Linked DNA regions of Mus musculus: region 2 is linked to region 1. A link is a contact called in public HiChIP or PLAC-seq data. All regions are on one chromosome and are shown on one strand. The core of a region is the stretch at or near the end of the contact, and the rest is flanking DNA. Distances in the headings are between cores, read along the strand shown. Region 1 holds the start of Zfp995 (zinc finger protein 995). Region 2 holds the start of Zfp758 (zinc finger protein 758).

Region 1 (6,388 bases), core at 902-3,401:
TAACTGAACATAATAAAGGCAGATTACAGCAAGCATAGAACCAAGATCAAATTAAGGGGAAAGAAACTCAAACAATTCCAGTAAAATCTCTATCTATTTAACATAGTACTTGAAGTCTTAGCTAGAGCAGTGTGACAACTGAAGGAGAATAAGAAGATACAATTTGGATGGCAAGGAAAGAATTAAAAATACCCTATTTATAATTGATATGATAGTATACATAAGTGACCCAAGAATTTCCACCAAGAAACTTCTATAACTCATAAACACTTTCCCCAAAGTAGCTAAATACAAAATTAATGCACAAAAATCAATAGTCTTCCATTATACAAATGACAAACTGAATAAAAGAAAAAATTCAGGAAAACGACACCTTTCACAATAGCCTCAAAAAATATAAAGTATGTTGGTGTTAACTCTATGCTGTTGAGGTTCTGTGTTTTGCTCATATTGTAATGCTAAATAGTGGCCCAAGGCCTGGTTGCCTCCTAGGGATCAGAGATTCTGCAGAGACTCAAGTGATGTTCTTTATCCTTACCCCCAAAGTGATCACTGATTGGTGAATAAAGATGCCTTCAGCTAATAGTTGGGCAGAAGAGAAATAGGCTTGGTGGGGAGGTGTGTCAGAGAAGAACCCTGGGGAGAAAGAAGGTGGAAGAAGAGGAAGCCACCATGAGCTAAGAGTCTTCGATAATGGCCATGTTGGCTGGCTAATTGGAGTTCAAAGCAACCAAAATAAAACATGGCAAAATATAGTGGGATTAATAGTTGGGAGATAGACATACTAATAGCATAGATGATATATACATTCCTAGTACTAGGGCTGATAAAGGCATATTATGAAGATTGTGTATGTCTTTTACCTTGAAAGTGAATAATCAAAACCTGGGTAGAAACAACAGTTGAGATTATATGTTTTCCACACCACATTGCAAGCAAGTATAAGACATCTATGATAAAAGAATCAAGTTTTTGAAGACAGAAATTAAAGAATATACTAGAATGTGGAAAGATCTCCCAAGCTTGTGGATGAGGAGGATTCACATAGTAAAACTGGCCATCCTACCAAAAGAAAAATATATATTCAATGCATTCCTTACCCAAATACCAGCTTCTGTGTTATAGACCAGAGTGATAAAATGATGTGTCAGACACAAATGCCCTTTCCCTTGAGAATTCAAGTATTATTACGTCCATTTTCCTTACCGTTCTGATTCTGACCACGATTCCCGTCTGCATGGAATTTTAAGTACTATAAACTCACGTCAGAAGGCATTTTATTTTTCCTGGCTATCAAAATTCTGTTGTGCTATCACTGTATTTTTGCTTACATGAACTGGGGCTGACGCTGATGTTTTCATTCATGTTATGGTTGTCAGACTATTTGTAGGAAAATATTTGTGCAAACTATTTGCATTATCTATTTTCTTTGCTATTGTGGCCATGACAAATCTCTTGGAGTTTAACTTTATCAGTGCTTTCCAACTGCCCTGTTGTACACCTTGTTGTTTCCACAGAGTGACCGTTGTCCCTGGAGCTCCCCAGAGAGCTTGCAGAGCACCCTCCCACCATTCTCTGTTCCATCTGTCTTTATCCACATTTTCATCTCAGTGGTCCCTCTTATACTTCATGTATGCTTTGATACATGCTTTGGAAGGAAGCCAAATTTTGGGACTCATTTTTAGTTTTGTGTGTTGGGGTGCAACATAGAAATTGGAATTTATCTCTTAAAGTCTTGTCTCTCTGGCCTCTTCCTCCCTTGTTCCTTCCTCTGCCCTCCATTCCTTTCCACCCTCTCTCCAGGAGGGCAAGGCCAGTCTCCACTTACCTACTCTCTCCTTCTCTCTGTCTTTCTTTGCCTCCATTACTCTCTTAAAGCCCCACCCCATGCCCTAAATAAACTCTACTCTACACAAAAAAAAAAAAAAAAAAAAAAGAATTTAGGGTCTAGGTTATATTTTGCTGTGCGATTGTAGCCTAGGAGGCTAGTGTCCAAAGGTAAGAAGTTAGGCTGCCTCTCTATTATCTGAGGGTTTCAGAACTCACTCTCAGATGTCAAGAGTTCAGCTTCCTATGGAACCAGTTTTTTTCTAGTCTGTCAGCAAGCAGTAGGGAGGTTGTGCAGAGCAGGTCCGCAGGTGGAGCTGTGTGGCAGGAAGCTGATGACTGAGCAGGAGGGAATGGAATCCCCGGGGCAGGGATAAAGGCAAGACCAGGACATTGACCAGAACAGGAAAAAAGCAGTAGTAATTAAGGAGGGGAAAGCTCTTGCTCTCAAACTGATTTGGGGGACCACGTGACCATAACCACGGTTTATTGGGCGGGTCTAGGAGAGCAGCTCCTAAGATCCAGGCCTGAGTGACAGGAACTTCCACCGATCGTCTTTCTACCTTCCGGTTTCCGCATCCTTGCCCTTTCTGGACCCGGAAAAGTCTCCACAGACGCGGTTTTGTGACTGTGGACCTGGGAGAGTCAGCAGCGCAGCGGCGGGCACCGCAGCCCGGCGGCCCCGGAAGGTCCCAGGTCAGAGGAGCTGCGGGGCTGGGAAACGGGAGGGAGCGGAGCAGGGGGATGTTTTCCGCAGCTGCTTTTATGGATGCCGCTCTCACAGTTCTGTTGTAGATATCTTACCACTGACCAGAAGTTTGAGATCCTGTGACCTGGGATTTATCGTGATTTTTTAAAATTTATCTTACAGTTACAGGAATATTCAGTCATAAAATCACTGTTAAACCAGAACACCCTACCCGCCCCAACCCAAGCTCCCTGGGACTAAACCACCAACCAAAGAGTAGACATGCAGGGACCCATGGCTCCAGATGCACTTGTAGCAGAGAATGGCCCTATTGGTCATCACTGGGAGGGGAGCCCCTTGGTCCTGTGCAGGCTCAATGACCCAGGGTAGGGGAATGCTAGGGCGATGAGGTAGAAGTGAGTGTGTAGGTGGGGCAGCACACTCTTAGAGGCAGGGGTAGGGGATAGTGGGTTTGTGGAGGAGAAACTGAGAAAGGGGATAACATTTGAAATGTAAAAATATACCCAATAAAAAAATGGAAAAAAAAAACTTGTAAAAGGGCAGTTGCACCATCTATTTCCTAATGTGCCAATTACAAAGATAGTGGAAAGTGAATTTGTTCTTGCTTTCTTGCTTTGTTTTACTAATTGCTTATTCAAGAGAATGCCTTTGGCCCGGTTAATAGGCATCCCCAGAGAGCTTTGTATATACTATTATATGAGGAACCAGTGCAGATTTATTGAACCAAAAAATATACTTTATCGAGCCCTACTGTTATGGGTGTAAACACTAATATTTACTAAGCAGACATTTTAGTGGCCATGAACTTTTTAATCAGAGTTGTATGCAGTTTAGGATGTAAGTAAAACATTCAGAACTATGTCTTCATATGCTGAGTTCTTATGTTACTCCTTGGGTCCAGGCAAGCCCAATATTGGAGTCTCTTCGACACACTATACATTAAAATAAAGTTTTAGAAAACATCTTTTGAATAATTATGATCACTCCCCTGTATCAGAAAATTGTCTCTTTGGTTGAAGGAAAGCACTCTGCCCTCACATAGGTGGCCAAGCTGTTGTTTTTTACTCTAGGGTTTGTTATCATTCAGTGCTGTGTCAGTGGACTTCTTGTAGGAGAAATGGGAATTCCTAGACCCTGCAAACAGGGCTTTTGGCAGAGATCTCTTTTGGACAGTGCAGCAGTCTGGTTTCTGTGAGTGACAATAATTTTCTTGAAGTCTCTCTAGCTCCTCCTCAGGGTTCAAGGGAGAATGAATGTGCATGTGTCTGAGCCTACATGCTTAGAGGAAAAGAGACATTTATATTTCTGATATTTTCTCTCTCCTTCATGTTTATCCTTTTTTAGGCATCATTCATTTTTGTTCCATGAAAAGTTCTGGGTGCTTTCTGAAGACTCTTTCCCATGTGCAAGTGTCTCACTCCTCAGGTAGTTCAGCTTACCTGTGAAACTGAGAGCCCTGGATGGTGAAGAGAGGAAACTAGCAAAGATCCAGGTATGTTAGAGGGAGTGAAGAAGGGATGGGGAGGGGCTCAAATCCCAGTACAAAGAGGACATGAGATTTGTTTCGCCAGATTCTATTTCATTCTAAATATTTCTAGATAATTGCAGTGAGAATAACATCAGAATATCCCCACTGTAGGGTTTAGAAGACTTTCTATGTAAGAAGTAATTCACAGAGGCAAATGTAATTTCATTGGTTTGTATGTGAGAGATATTGTCCCCTTCCCATTCACATTCCTGATCATATCTTCCTACCAATATTAAACATTTTTATTGTTATATTCTTATGTAATGTTTAGTCAGAACACTTGATGCCTGTTATTTTTTTTTTTCTGCTCATAGAGTTTTAGAGCATTATGTAATTCCTTTAAGTTGTCTTATCTTTTACGGTTAGTTTCTCAGTTACCTAAAATAATGCCAGCAAGATTTTGATAAGATTTGTTTAGTAACTTTGCAAGGTATTAAACTCTGTCTATATTACCTTCCCACTGATACCCGCTGTAGTCTGTCTTCTTATCATTTGTGCAAGATTTGCATCCCCACCTCTCATCCCCACCCACTAGACCTACCCACTCCCTGAGGCCTCAAGTCTCTTGAGGGTTAGGTGTGGAGAAGACATTTTTTTACTCTGCAATCTTTAGTAGGTTTGAAGAATTTTTTTCTTTGTTGTTATTTTTCTTTTTTGAGACACTTTGTCTAGGTAGTCCCGGAAGTTCTGGAATTCAGAAAATAAGCCAGTGCTTGAACTGAGACATCTGCTGCCGCAGCCTCTCCAGTGCTGGGGTAAAAGGCTTGCACCACCTGGCCTTTCTGACTTGTCCTGACATGACCACACTTGAGACTTCTGCATGAGGTTTGAGAAGATTGTTCTTCTCCTGTCCTGTGGATGGTTTTCCAGAGCTGTGCTACTCAATACTGGTTTTCAGCGCCGTTCATGGTTGTCTTTCCAAATGGTAGATATTGAAGCTTATCTGCATCACCATCTATCTGCTTCCTACAATCATGTCATGATTGTTTAATACATTTGGAAACTTTTGTGAAATGCATTCATGTTGATCATAGAGTTTTCTGGAAATATACCATTTGATCTTTTGTTAATATACTTTGTTTATAAGTTGATTGTTTTTGCTTTTCCTCTTACCTACGATAATTGTTTCCAACCCTCCTAACAGCAAGTCCTTAAAAAACTTCGTTGAGTCTTACCAATTAATAGTCTTCCTTATTTTTTTAATAAAGTTACTGACGTTGTAATGGTGCATAGTGATAGCCTCAGAGGCATTGGTGGCTCTGGAGACATGAAGCATTGTGTCACATTTTTCTGTTTCTTTTAAATAGCAGAGTAATTCTCTTTTGTGTAAATATACCATATATTCTTTATTTATTCTTCTGTAGAGGATCATGTAGGTTGATTTCAATTTCTGCCTATTATAGATAAAGATGCAGTGAGCATGTTTGAGCAAGGGTCCTTGGGTAGGTTGGAGTGTACTTTGGGTATACATCCTAGAGCACTATGGGTGGATCTTGAAGTAGTTTGATTCCCATCAATTTAAGGAATTGCTACACTGATTTCCTTGGTGGCTGTGCATGTTTGCACTCCCTCTAGCAATGGAAGGATGTTTGTATTGCTCCACATCCTCTCCACCATGAGCTGTCACTTGTTTTATTGATTTTAGAAATTCTGGCAAGTGTAAGACGGGAATCTCAAAGTAATTTTGATTTGCATTTCCCTGAAGGCTAAGAGAGAAGAATATTTTTATGTGTTTCTTGGCCACTTGAGTTTTCTCCATTTAGAATCCTCTGTTTAGATTTGTAACCCATTTTTAATTGGATTATTGGGTTGTTTTCACATCTAGTTTCTTGAGTTCTTGCTGTATTTTGGATATTAGTTCTCTATTGGAAGTAGAATTGGTACAATCTTTTCCTACTCTATAGGTTTCTGCTTTGTCCCAACAATGGTGTCCTTTGTCTTTTTTGTTTGTTTGTTTGTTTGTTTGTTTGTTTGTGTTTTGTTTTTTCAAGACAGGGTTTCTCTGAATAGCCCTGGCTGTCCTGGAACTCACTTTGTAGCCCAGGCTGGCCTCAAACTCAGAAATCTGCCTGGCTCTGCCTCCCAAGGGCTGGGATTAAAGGCGTGCGCCACCACCACCCAGCAGGACCCTTTGTCTTATTGAAGCTTTTCAGTTTCCTGCGATCCCATTTATTAATTGTTGATCTCAGTGCCTATGCTATTGGTGTTTTGTCTTTTTTTGTTTGTTTTGATTTTTTTGTTTTTTAAATAATGTCTTCTCTGACAATATGTTCACTTTTCTTCCCCACTCTATCTTCTGTCAGATTCAATGTGTTTGGTTTTAC
Region 2 (6,330 bases), core at 2,229-4,728, 450 kb before region 1:
TGGCATTATTTTAGGAAATATAATTTTAGGAAGGGGAGAGATTAACCATAAAAGATAAGAGAAAAAAAAAAACTACAAAATACTCTAAAACTCTAATATCAGAAAAAACTAAGAGGCAATAACTGTTCGGACTAAACAGAATGCTAAAAATATAATAATAAAAATATTAAGATATGATCAGTGATGTAAATGGGAGGGGACAGCATCCTTCACATACAAAACCAAATTAAATTACATTTACCTCTGTGTATGAATTCTCACATAGAGAGTCTTCTACTACCTACAATGGGAATATTCTGATATGACTCCCAGTGCAATTATCTAGAAATATTTGGAATGAAATGGAATCTGGCCAAACCAATCTCATGTCCTCTTTCTACTGGGACTTGAGGCCTTCCCCATCCCTTCCTCAATCCCTCTAACAAATACGATCCTTTGCAACACTTTCCTCTCTTCACCATCCAGGGCTCTCAGATTCACAGGTAAGTAGCACTGACTGAGCAGTGGGCACCTGCATATGGGAAAGAGTCTTCAGAAAATACCCAGAACTTTTCATGGAACAAATATAAATGATGCCTCCAAAAGGATAAATGTGAAGGAGAAAGGTTGTATGCCGGCCCTAGGCCTACAAGAACCAGGCACATCTGGGAGGCAGGCTGGGGCTGAAAAAGACTTAGATGGCAAGAGAGATTAATGGAGACCAAGACACGATTCTGTTCAAGGCCCGCAAGTTTACTAAGAGACCATGCTTATAAGAGGAAAGGCCCATCCCCACCCCTGTCCACTCTTGGTGCCTGGAGCCAGCCTGCAGGCGAAGTGCAGGATAGGATGTTCCTCCCAGAATATCTCAGGGGCCTCTCAGCAGGTAGCAGTCAGTGTCTTGGAGGAGAGCAGTGGCAGGTGACAGAACAATAGAGCCATCTAGTTCAGAAGGATCCACCCTAGGTAATCTCCTTCTTAGTGGCAGCAAGGTCAAATTCTGGATCAGCCTGCCTCAAGGCTGAGGCAGAGAAAATATCATAAATAAAAATGTCCCTTTTCTGCCGGGCATGATGGCGCACACCTTTAATCCCAGCACTCGGGAGGCAGAGGCAGGTGGATTTCTGAGTTCGAGGCCAGCCTGGTCTACAAAGTGAGTTCCAGGACAGCCAGGGCTATACAGAGAAACCCTGTCTTGAAAAACCAAAAAAAAAAAAAAAAAAAATGTCCCTTTTCATCCAACAATTTCATTTAACTCTGTGAGTCTCATTCACACCCAGCTCAGACACAAGCAGAGTCATTCTCCCAGGAATCCTGGGAGGAGATGGGGAGACTGCAAGAAAACTATTGTCACCCACAGAAATCAGACTGCTACACTTGTCCAAAGGTAGATTTTTACAAAAAGCCCTGTCAGCAGGGTCTAGGCATTCCTACTCCTCCTACAAGAAGTCTAGTCACAGCACTGAATGTTAACAAACCCTACAATAAAAAGAAAAACAAAACAAAACAAAAAAACCCCAGCAGCTTGGCCACATATGTAGGTGCAGAGTGCTTTTCTTCAAGCACAGAGACTTTTTTTCTGATACAGGAGAGTGATCACAATTGTACAAAAGATGCTTCTAAAACTTTACATAGTGTTGTCTAATACACTCACATAGCAATACTGAACTTGCTTGGACCTAAGATGTACCATAAGAAATCAGCATAGGAGCCTTACTTATAATAGCCAGAAGCTGGAAAGAACCCAGATGTCTCTCAACAGAGGAATGGATACAGAAAATGTGGTACGTTTACACAATGGAGTACTACGCAGCTATTAAGAACAATGACCATGAAATTTGTAGGCAAATGGATAGAACTAGAAAATATCTTCCTGAATAAGGTAACCCAGTCACAAAAGAATACACATGGTATGCACTCACTGATAGGTGGATATTAGTCTAGAAGCTCAGAATACCCAAGATACAGTTCACAAACCACATGAAATTCAAGAATAAGGAAGACCTAAGTGTGGATACTTTAGTCCTTCTTTGAAAGGGGAACAAAATACTCATAGAAGGAGTTACAGAGATAAAGTGTGGAGCAGAGACTGAAGGTATGACCATCCAGAGACTGTCCCACCTGGGGATCCATCCCATATACAGTCATCAAACGTAGACACTATTGTGGATGCCATCAAGTGCTTGCTGACAGAAGCCTGTTAGAGCTGTCTCCTGAGAGGCTGTGCCAGTGCCTGACAAATATACAGGTAGATCCTCGAAGTCAACCCCTGGACTGAGCACAGGGTCCCCAATGGAGGAGCTACCGAAAGGACCCAAGGAGCTGAAAGAGCTTGCAGCCCCATAGGAGAAACAATATGAACTAACCAGTATCCCGAGAGCTCCCAGAGACTAAACCACCAACCAAAGAGAACATACACATGGTGAGACTCAAGGTTCCAGCTGCATATGTAGCAGAGGATGGCCTAGTTGGTCATCAATGGGAGATGAGGCCCTTGGTCCTATGAAGGTTCTATGCCCCTGTGTAGGGGAATGCCAGGGCCAGGAAGTGGGAGTGGGTGGGTTGGGGAGCAGGGGGTGAGGCGGTGTATTCGGAGGAGAAACCAGGAAAAGGGATAACATGTGAAATATACATAAAGAAAATATCTAGTAAAAATTAGGCAATTTAAAAAATAAATCAGCATATGAAGACGCATTTCTGAATGCTTTACTTACATCCTAAACTGCATACAACTCAGACGAATAATTCATGGGCAATAAAAAGTATGCTTAGTAAATAGTAATGTTTACAATCATAGCCGTAGCATAACACAAAGTATATTTTCTCGTTCAAAAAAGTGTGCACTGGTTCTTCATATGATTACTATATACACAAAGTTCTACATAGCAGGGTAAAACGTATCCTCTTGAATAAGCAATTAGTAAAACACAGGAGTTAGAAAATATGAATAAATTTACATTCCGTAAGCTTTGTGATTGACACAATAGCAAACAGCAGATAATACAACTGGTCTATCATTTTTAATGAGTTATTTTACGACTGAATATTCTGTTAACTGGAGGATAAATGAAAAAAAACCATGATAGACCAACTGTTCATAAGATCTCAACTTCCTGACAACTGTAAGAGATCCACATCAGAACTGTGAGAGCGGCGTCCATAAAAACAGCTGCGGAAGCCCCCCCCCCCCCCCCACCTCCCCGCTCCGCTCCCTCCCGTTTCCCAGCCCCGCAGCGCCTCTGACCTGGGACCTTCCAGGGCTGCGCTGCTGACTCTCCCAGGTCCGCAGCCACAAAACAGAGTCTGAGGAGCTTTCCGGTTTCCGAAGGAAACTGGGGCCGAAAAACCAGCGCTCAGTTCGAGTACACATGGATTACACAGGTAGCAAGGGGAGTGGTGGCTTTTCACGTCATTCTGGCCTGGACATTTGGAGCTGGCGACCTAGAAGAGAACGCAGCTGGACGGACTCTACCAACGTAATTAAGGAAGTGAAAGCGGCGGGCCTGAAGGCGTTAGCGCTGTCACGTGACCGGAACCGTGGTGTCCTGGGCGGGGCTAGGGGAGCCGCTCCAAAGATCGTGGCCAGAGACTGGGAACCGCGTCCCCTTAGGTACCTGTTGGAGCCAAGTTGTCTCTACTCCCACTGCGGGCGACTTACCCTGGCCTGGTTCTTTTCGAAGGCCGTAACTCTCCTCAGATGCGGTTTCCTGTGCTGACCTGGGAGAGTCAGCCATCAGCCGCGCAGCCGGGGGCACCGCAGCCCGGCGGCCCTGGAACCTTCCAGGTCAGAGGAGCTGCGGGGCTGGGAAATGGGCTGGAGCGGAGCAGGGGCTTGTTTTCTGCAGTTGCTCTTAAGGACGCCGCGCTCACAATTATGCTGTGGATTTTTATCATTGTCAGGAGGTTTGAGATCCTATGAACTGGGTGTATCGTGCTTTGTTTGTTTGTTTGTTTGTTTTCATTTATCTTATGGTTACCAGAATGATTTCCGAAAATAGTGTCGTAGAACATTTGCAGTACTGTAGTTTGCACACGGGGTTCTCTTTGTAACAGCAGTTACAAAGCTTCTCGAACTTAGATTTCTTAACTCCCTTGACCCATCATTTGCCTACTCAGGAGAGAGTGGCTTATGGCCTGGGAAATAGGCATCCTCAGAGGGCTTTGTAGGTAGAAGTAAAAAGAGGAACCAGGGCAGACTTGACTGACTCAGAAAGTAAGGGTCCAGACTTAACCAGGATGTGATTGGAAAGAGAGAGGTGGAGTTGGACAAAGGAAGAGAAGGGAAGAGAGAATAGGGGGCAAGAGAAGAAGCGGGAGCCAAGAAAGCACCTAGCCAAAGTTGTCTCCTTTGATACTGTTTGGTTTTGGATGCCAGGACAATGGACTGAGGTGCATATTTTAAATATCAAAGCAGACCTGACCTCAGGGTTCTACCAACCTGAGAGGCCCTGCCCTCAATCCTAACTTTTCAGCCCAGGGTCCTGGTTGCCCTTCCACTAGAGGTGCCTCCCTATATAATCCAAACGTTTTGGTCTCTATCTCTCTTCCTCCTCTTCTTCTTCCTCTTCCTCCTCTACTGTGGATGGGCCTGTTCTTGTGAACCAGTCCCCTAATGAATATAGGAGCCAATCACTGGGTGAGTACATGGGACTTTCAGGTTGGACATAGGAAGAGAGTAAACAAGAGAGAGTCGGGTCCTTTTGGAACCAAGACAGCATATGGGTAAGATGTAGCTGCTTGAGTGTCCCAGTATCATGGCAGATCCACAAGGATCAACCACTAGAAGAATAAGAGTACAAGGCTTACAAGATTAGGTTTTCAGGGTTGTGCCCAGAGATTGAGTTACTATTGTTTCTGAATTAAGTTTGTGTTGCATTATCCTTCACATAGTGGCTTGCATGGGTTCAAGAAAGAAAGGTACAGCAGCAAAGCGAGGGTTTGCCAGATGTGTACCACAAACGATGTGGGGGACTTAAAGCACAGGGTTGCTGTGGTAACAACCTGCCAGTGGGAACCTAGAGAGCTGGGTTGCAAGATTGTGGAGCTTGGAATCAGAGTCTCCAAGAGCTAAAAACAGGTTGACCATTGCACGCCAGTGCATGGCAGGCCAGGCCACCTGGGCAGAGACACAAGTGCCGAAACATGCCAGTTTGTTTTTTAATATTTCCCACAACACTCCTCCTCCTCCTTCTCTTTCTCCTCTTTCTTCTATTCCTCCTTCTCCTTTTCTTATTTCTAGAAGCCTGTTATTTTTCGCATGCCCTTCCCCCCCTCGCCTCCTATGGCAACTCTCCCAGCATTAATCACTGGGACCAGTGAACTAAACCAAGACCAGCTTCCCAATAAATTTGCTTTTAATATATTCTAATCTAGGTAGATTTAGCTGATTTCACAAATATGTTATATTTTCTCTTTCCTTCCTATTAGTTATGTTAATGGGCACCTGAGTTAGCAGTTTATCCGGAGTTTCTTTGAGACCTAATAAGGTCTTGGCCAGCCTGGTATGCATGCGGTAAGTGAATTAGATCTTGCTAATCTATTTTTTTAGCTAGAAAACTCAATATTAATTAACACAAAATTAGCCCTTTTTGAATAATTATGATTGCTCATTTACATTAGAAAAAAAGCACTGTGTCCATGCACATGTGGCTTAACTGATTTGTTTTCATTTCATGATTGGTTGACTGTGGACTTCTTGCAGAAGTAGAAATGCCTAGACCCTGCACTCAGGATTTTGTTCAGAGACCTCACTTAGGAGGAGTGCAACAGTATGAATGTTGTATGTAGGTCAGAATAATTTTCTTGCAGTCTCCCTTGCTCCTCTTCAGAGTTAAGGGAAAAACAACTCTGAGTGTGAACTGTGTATGGAAATGGGCCCCACATCTCATAGTTTAAAGGAAATCCTTAAAATAAAGAGAATTTTGTCATATTTTCTCTTTCCTTTATGTCTATCCTTTTGGCAGGTGTGAGCATCTATCAGTTTTGTTCCATGAAACGTTCCCGGTGCTTTCTGAAGAATCTCTTTCCCACATGCAGGTCTCCCACTGCTCAGCCAGTTCTGCTCACCTGTGAATGAGAACTAAGAGCCCTGGGTGATGAAGACAGAGGAGACTGTAGCCAAGGATCCAGGTATGTTTGAGGGATTGAGCAAGGTATGGTGTGGGTGTCAGGTGATAGTAGAAAGAGTATAAGACATGAAATTGCATTTGTCAGTGTCTCTTTAATTAAGGAGTCTAGACAGTTTCACTGTGAATAATATTGTATATTTTAAGGTAGATTTCCAGTTATAGGCTGCACAGGAAGCAGTTGGCTATTCTCAGTATTTGGTTAGTTTTGAGACTCTGAAATGAC

Evidence for each region. HiChIP or PLAC-seq counts read pairs in DNA pulled down with a chosen protein or histone mark.
Region 2: a contact with region 1 is called in an H3K4me3 HiChIP or PLAC-seq map of bone marrow-derived macrophages, with 10 times the contacts expected there. The contact joins the promoter of Zfp758 here to the promoter of Zfp995 in region 1. A contact is called at or near these places in 3 of 115 datasets of contacts at active chromatin or transcription factors (bone marrow-derived macrophages, large pre-B cells and stem cell-derived neural progenitor cells) and 3 of 9 other capture datasets (adipose tissue, liver and macrophages).

Annotation. Positions count from the first base shown.
Region 1 is chr17:21,905,689-21,912,076 of GRCm38.p6, reverse strand. It overlaps Zfp995 (zinc finger protein 995), which reads left to right and starts at 2,151. Exons shown (of 5, transcript NM_001256493.1): 1 at 2,151-2,523; 2 at 3,881-4,028.
Region 2 is chr17:22,358,601-22,364,930 of GRCm38.p6, reverse strand. It overlaps Zfp758 (zinc finger protein 758), which reads right to left and starts at 3,478. Exons shown (of 3, transcript NM_001347330.1): 1 at 3,224-3,478. The coding sequence starts at 3,349. Zfp944 (zinc finger protein 944) reads left to right here and starts at 3,531. Exons shown (of 6, transcript NM_176962.4): 1 at 3,531-3,763; 2 at 5,407-5,491; 3 at 5,943-6,108.